Linked DNA regions of Mus musculus: region 2 is linked to region 1. A link is a contact called in public promoter capture Hi-C data. All regions are on one chromosome and are shown on one strand. Each heading gives the region's core, a stretch centred on a gene start, on an enhancer-like site or on the middle of the called end of the contact. The rest is flanking DNA. Distances are from core to core; before and after follow the strand shown.

What was found. Capture Hi-C pulls out chosen DNA fragments and counts their contacts.
Region 2: a promoter capture Hi-C map of liver shows a contact between it and region 1, with 2.4 times the contacts expected there. The contact joins the promoter of Park7 here to the promoter of Kif1b in region 1. A contact is called at or near these places in 1 of 39 promoter capture datasets (pre-B cells), 1 of 484 Hi-C or Micro-C datasets (embryonic stem cells) and 2 of 9 other capture datasets (adipose tissue and liver).

What each region holds. Positions count from the first base shown.
Region 1 is chr4:149,305,991-149,309,444 of GRCm38.p6, reverse strand. It overlaps Kif1b (kinesin family member 1B), which reads left to right and starts at 1,712. Exons shown (of 49, transcript NM_001290995.1): 1 at 1,712-2,016.
Region 2 is chr4:150,908,340-150,911,793 of GRCm38.p6, reverse strand. Park7 (Parkinson disease (autosomal recessive, early onset) 7) reads left to right here and starts at 1,873. Exons shown (of 7, transcript NM_020569.3): 1 at 1,873-2,011; 2 at 3,371-3,454. The coding sequence starts at 3,387.

The DNA.
Region 1 (3,454 bases), core at 463-2,962:
CTCCTCCTCCATTTCAAGAACGGAAGTCAGGGCTTCCCACATGCTAAACAAGCGCACCCCACTTAGCCACACTTCCATGCCAACTTCTTGCTTTAGGTATTTTATTGATGTCTGTTAAACTTTATTGTTATGGTACAGTGGGGGTGTAAGGTGTGTCTGTGTCAGAAGATGACTGTGTTCATCAGGCACTCTCCATCCACCTGGACACGGGCTCTGGACACCGCACTGGGATCCTCAGCTCATCGGAAGCACTTTACCCACTAAGCCATCTAGGTTTGTTTAAGACAGGGTTTCTCTATGTAGCCCAGGCTGACCTTCCACTCAAATCGTTGCTCCTAATATTTTAAGCAATTCTATTCTGTGTGTGTTTCAGAATAAATGACATCAACTCCTTTTGTGGGAAGGTGGAGTGTACATTCTAAAGAAAATGAGAGCTGGGCTTAGTGGTACGGATCTTTAATCCCAGCAGTCAGGAAGCAGAGGTAGACAGATCTCTCTGTAGGTTTCAAGACAGCCTTGTCTGCTTGGTGAGTTTCAGGAGAGCCTGAGCTACCAAGACCCTCTGTCTTGAACAAACAAGAACAAACAAGTAAATAAACACAATGAGAAGTGTCCAATGAATGTGGAATAGTGGGAGTCTGGAACTTCAGTGGCATGGTGATTGCCCAGAGTCGTTAGTGTAGAAAGTTAATTCTCACGTTTTAGTGTGTAGGCCTTTCTCTACCCAGTAATTCTGTATTAAAGTCAGGGTTGAGAGAAAAAAAAAAATCTTACTTTCAATTTCTGCTAATAAATCCAAACCACATCCTCTAACCTTAAAATGCAGTGTGATTGGCAGGTTGTCATTGTGATATTTTACTAAGCACTGAATTGAGCTGCTTATGAACGTCTGTGGGGCTTTTCATTTGAGCTGAACCTAAATCTGATTTTTAAAAAACATGGCTCATAGAGCTTTTGTGTTCTTATGAGCCCTGGTAACCCCCTCTAGGGGCATCTCTCTCAGGCCGCTCAGTCCATTCACTGGGCGCGATACAAAGCGTTTTGTTCCTGTGCTCACACCAGCACGCCATCTCCCAAGGAGACGCTGAATGCCCACTAAGTCATGCTTTCCCATTACTCATTCCTCCTTTTCTCCCAAGGTGGCGTGTGGGAGGTGTTGTGCTGGGGTTCGACAAGAATAGGCTAGGAAGCTTTCTGCTGGATACACTCATGCCTGAGCGTGGTTCCGTTCCCACCGCGCCGGGCTCGGTGGCTTCACCGTTTGAGCTGTTTTTCTAAACGGACAATGACTCCACACTCGGCCGCTCCCACATAATCCCAGCTCTCCGGATGGCATCTGGACCGTCCAGTCCCGCCCGGTCACTGAGCCACTTTTTGTCCCCTTACGAAGCGGGTCATTCGGCTACACAGGCGCGGCTGCTACCCACTAACACCTTTCCGGGGGTCACCCGGGAGGGAACTCTGGACACCGGCTTCGCCCACCAGGCACGCCCGCACCCGCACCCGCATCGGCTCCCGTACCACCAGGGGGCGCTCGAGTGTCTCCGTCGCTCCGCCGGCACCTCCCGCCCCCTCTTCCAGCCACGCTTTACTATTGGTCATCTGTCTCAAGGTCTTCATCGCGATTGGTCACCTTCCGCGTCGGTCTCGGTTGCTGGGCGGGCCGAGGTGACGCTCGGCGCTCTAGCTCGGGGCGGTGTCCCGCGCCGGCGGCTTCGGGCGGAGTTTGGCGAGCAGCGTCGCGGTGTAGTCAGACGGCAGTGGTCCCGGGAGGCGACAGCTCGGATCCGGGCTTCTCTCTGTTCCTCCGCCGCATCCACAGCCGCGCCCCGGCCTCCCGCCAATCCTCGATGCAGAGCTGGGCGGCCGCGTGATGGGGCTGCGGAGCGGCGCCCTGCGGCTCGCGGCGGCCGCTGCCTGCGCTGAGGTGCGTCGGTGCCCGGCCTCCCGCGCCCCTGCGCGCCTCGGCGTCTTCTGACTCGGCCGGCTCGCCCGTCTGTCCGCAGCGCGGCTGAGGTGAGGAGGCTGAGGTGGGGCGGCCGAGGCGAGGTGGGCGGTGGTGCCGCGGCGCCGGTGTAGGGGGCCGCTCCCGCGGGAGGGACTCCCGGCCGGTGACGGGCCTGGAGGGGGCAAAGCGAGGAAGCGGCGCGGCCGGCCGGGGCTCTGGCTCCGCGGTGAGGAGCCTCGCCCTCCGTGGAGAGACCTGGCCGGCCGGCCGCGAGCGCCGGGCTTTGGTCCAGCGGCCTGCCGGTCCCCTGCAGTGCCCTGCACCAGCCCTCCGCTTCCCCTGGGCTGCCAGGCCCCGCTCTGTCCGCGGGCCAGCAGATCGGTCGCTGTCCCGCCGTATGTGCGCACATTGCAGCTCTGAGGAGCCAGCCGATCTCTCCCCCCTCATCTGCTCTCTCACCCCCTATTGTGGTTGGCATCAGGGTTCCAACCGGGAATGTGGCAATGCCCCTGAGCCCGATGAAGGTAGGAAAGGGCATCCGACAGAGCGGAGGGCGCAAGGGCTGGACGGAGGAAGCGATGCAGAGGGAGGGGGCTTGTTGGATGCTGGCCAGATGGGAGGAAGGCTGGTGTGGGCTCGACGTTCAGCCGACCAGGATCACTCTGGCAGCCATATTGGGAGGATGATCTGACAAATCCTTTAGGAGCCAAGTCCGGTTGCTGGTAGGCACCGAGTGACAGCCCTGGCAGCTTTCAGGGTGACTGGCCGCACCAGAAGCCAAGTTGTGGGGGTTGGGAGGCCACTCAGAGCAAGCTAGTCATTGTTCATGCAACGCAAACCCTCACCGACTGGAAATGCAAAATTGAGCTCCCAAATCACTTTTTCTCTTTGGTGAATTGCTATATGAGCCTTCAGGGTAAACTGGCTTGAAGATTCCATTCTTGTTGGGGTGAAATTCTGTGTTTCTGTCCTTATCATCGCAATCCACCGCTGCTTTGGCCCTCGAAGGCCTGTTGATGTTTAAGGCCACTTTACCATATTGGAGGCTCTTGGCGTATTGCATGGCGTGCATAGATTTGCATAGTATCTCTTCGTGCAGAGATTAGGGAAAGTGGAATAAACTGGTAGCAGAGAAGACTTGCAGCAGTATCTCGGAGGATGCAGGTTGTCATCTTTGTGGAATCTGGAGGTAGCCTAATTTAGATTGTCAACAGATCTCTTGCTTATGTAGCTCTCTCTGGTCCAAGCAGCTGTTCTGCCAACACTAAGCATGCTGCTTTGTGTCATGATGTGCCTGTCTCAACCCAGAGAAAAGTGGTGTTCAGCTTTGAATAACTGTTTAAAAGTGATATTATAGTGGATATTGGACTTAAAGGTTGGCATTTTGTGGATTCGGCTTAGTCATAACCAAATTTTAGCTTGCGTTCTCATTTGAGAAGCGTGGTAGTTGATATTGATTATGAAGTAATTGAAGTTGTTAATGTTCTATTTGAGGAGAGACTTTGA
Region 2 (3,454 bases), core at 624-3,123, 1.6 Mb before region 1:
AAGCTACCCGGAGTAAGAAAATAGAAAAGTTAAGATGGCACTGAGGTCAGCACATGGCTGCAGGGGTCAGCACATGGTAGCAGGCAGCTACACGATGCGGAGAGGAGCTTTAGAAAAGAGTGAGGAAGCCAGCGTCAGAAAGAGAAACAGAAGAAAAAGGAACAGTTCTGCCTTTCCATTCCAGAGACTCCAGAAAGGAGATGCACACCTTCTCAAGGTGAAGCTGCCTTCATGGAGTGTCCTAGTGGGGTCCTGGACTGCACCACTGAATTAAGCCCTAAGGGAAGAGACAAGGGCCTGTGTTCCCCTGGAGGCAGGTTTCACTCCTTACTTAAGTACTTGGGGTTGCAGGCATGAGCCACCAAGCCCAACACCCTCTGTGGATCTTGAAGCTCACATCTGACAAGCTGTCCTGGTCTTCTTTCTGTCACTCCAGCTTTCCGTACCTTCAAAGCTGAAGGGGCTGGCTCTGTCTTTTCCCTTTGCACATAGTGAAGAACCAGTCCATTCCACAACTCCTAAAGCAGTTGCCCAAGTTTTATTGTATATATACATGACTTAGCAATTTTTAAGAATTAAACTACTCCTACTGTAAGAATTTCCAGTTTGAAGCTGGGCGTGGTGGCACACGCCTTTAATCCCAGCATTCGGGAGGCAGAGGCAGGCGGATTTCTGAGTTCGAGGCCAGCCTGGTCTACAAAGTGAGTTCCAGGACAGCCAGGGCTACACAGAGAAACCCTGTCTCGAAAAACCAAAAAAAAAAAAAAAAAAAAAAAAAGAATTTCCAGTTTATAAGATTTCCAATATGAACCTATGATGGAGGTCAGCCAATGTATGTGAGGTATTCAATCTCCATATAGGAAGGAAAGCAAGTTTATATCCTGTCGGGGGTTTGTATAAAAAGTACTGAGACTTGCCAAACGAGCTGGCTTTCTCTGAGGTGGGTACAGATAGGACCAGGTGAGGGTGGGTCTCCCTCCTGTAAGCTGAAAGATAACTATTAAAAACTCAGGAGAGAGCCGGTGGGAGGGCTCGACAGGTAAGGGTGCTTGCCACACACCGGAGGATTTGAGTTCCATCCGAGACCTTGTAGTAAAGAAAGAACACACTAAGGCGAGTGGTCTTCTGTGAGTTTCCACGTGCACCCTTTGGCACAGGTTGAGATGCACACACAGTAACTGTCAACCCAGAAGTGTAAAAAGCTGAAATAAAATGAGATAATTAAATAATTTATCTTATCGTAGATGATAGCATTGCTCCAACCCGAGGGTGCAGTAGGACATTTTATTATTTGTGTGCATATGAGTGCAGTGCCCGTGGAGGTCAGAAGATGGCATTAGATCCTCAGGATCCGGAGTTAGGCAGTGGTGAGTCTCCCCAAATGGATGCTGGGAACCGAACCTGGGTCCTTTGCAAAACCAGCAAGAGCTCTTAAAGCTTGACACCGTCCTGTGACCCAGGGGACAGGGTGACCAGGCCTAGCTGGGAGGGACAGGCCTGGGATGACGTGGAACGAAGACTAGCAGGCCAGGGGCAAATAGAGGGGATGTCACAGTAAGGGGCAAGAAAGGCAAACGGTCCACAAAAACCGTAATGTAAGACGGCTTCCAAAAATGACTGAACTTCAGCCTGTGAATTCGCATGTGCTAGGATTACAAGTGTGGGGTTCAGGCTGTAGCCCAGCCAGGCCTCAAACTCGGAACCACTATCAACTTAAACGTCGAAGAGGCAGAGAGGGGCAATTGCGCAGGCGCCCGCAGGGTGGGCGGTACCGTTGTCTGGGGGCGAGATGGTACAAGCGCTGCGCAGCCGCAGTAGCCTCTATTCGCTCCTCCCCCCACCCCCACCCCGGGGCCTGGGCTCAGCCGGACATGACGCAGGCCGAGGCGGAAGCGAGGGGTTGTGCGCAGCCTCAGTGCGGGTGGCGCGCATGCGTGCTGGGTACACGTCGGGTGCGAGGTTCCTGCGGACTAGCGGTGGCTTCGCGTGGGTGGAGGAGGCGCGGCTGCAGGTCAGCGCCCTGGGGCTAGAGGCCGGGCTGTGATCCGCCCGCTGCCCCGGAGGGTCCCGGCTGGGCGGGCTGGGGGCAGCGGCCGCAGTGCATGCCGGGCCAGGCTCTGCACAGCATCCTCCGGGTTGGAGCGAGCGCAGTTACTGGAAGGCTTGACCAAAGTTGTGATGCGTGGGGAGCGTGCAGGGAAAGCACGCGGAAAGTGCCTCCGAGTGGCGGCTAGCTGTTCCCGGCCGCAGCAGGGCTGACCTCCTAAAGAGATAGTCCATCTTTATTAATCATTAGCAGTGTGGTCAGAGATTTAGCACCTTTGGACTCCCCCAACCCGGTCCTGACATTTTAGCAGTTTATTGGAACATCAACAACAAGAACAAAACCTTCGAAATTTACAAGTTGGTTTTTTACCAGTGAAATTGTGGATTTGGGGTTTTTTGTTTTGCTTTGCTTTTTTGTTTTGGTTTGGGTTTTTTGAGACAGGGTTTCTCTGTAACCCTGGCTATCATGGAACTCACGCTGTAGACCAGGCTGGCCTCGAACTCACAGATAGATACTCCTGTCTCTGTCTCTTCCTCCCAAGCGCTGAGACTAAAGGTGTGCGCTCGACTCGCTCCCCCTCCCCTCCCCTTCTCTCTTTCTCTTATTTCTCTTATTCTTTTCCTTCCCTCCCTCCCTCCTTCAGAGTATTTTAAGAAAACCAGCCTCTCCACAGTGTGACTGATATGCAGGGCCCGTTATGTGACCTGTCTTCGTTAGAGATTGGTCCTAAGAAAGCACAGTAAGGGAAAATGCAAAGAATACTAGCACACATTGGCAATCCCACATTTATTATTTTTTTTAAAGGATTTAGATTTTGGTTGGTTGGTGTTTGTTTGTTTGTTTGTTTGTTTTTCGAGACAGGATTTCTCTGTATAGCCCTGGCTGTCCTGGAACTCACTTTGTAGACCAGGCTGGCCTCGAACTCAGAACTCCACCTGCCTCTGCCTCCCGAGTGCTGGGATTAAAGGCATGCAAGGATTTAATTTTGATGTATCAGCATTCTGCTTGCATATATGTATGTGCAGAGGCCAGAAGAGGGCGCTGTATCCCCTGGACCTGGAGATGCAGACAATTGGGAGCAGCCCTGTGGGTGCTGGGAACTAAACCTTGATCCAGTGCTCTTAGCCACAGACTACCCACCCCAGCCACCCTGTTTTCATCCCGGGATTAGAGTGCTGAAACTCTGCCATGTGAACCAGTTTTAATCTAAGCTGCTTGCTTCCATGGATCCCAACCTGTCACACAGAAGTTATTTACTCTGCGTGAACAGATGGTTGTTACAGAGGCAACATTTTGAACACTTTTTTTTCCTGTTTTTTTAAGTCTTTAAGAAATAGAAATGGCTTCCAAAAGAGCTCTGGTCATCCTGGCCAAAGGAGCAGAGGAGATGGAGACAGTGATTCCTGT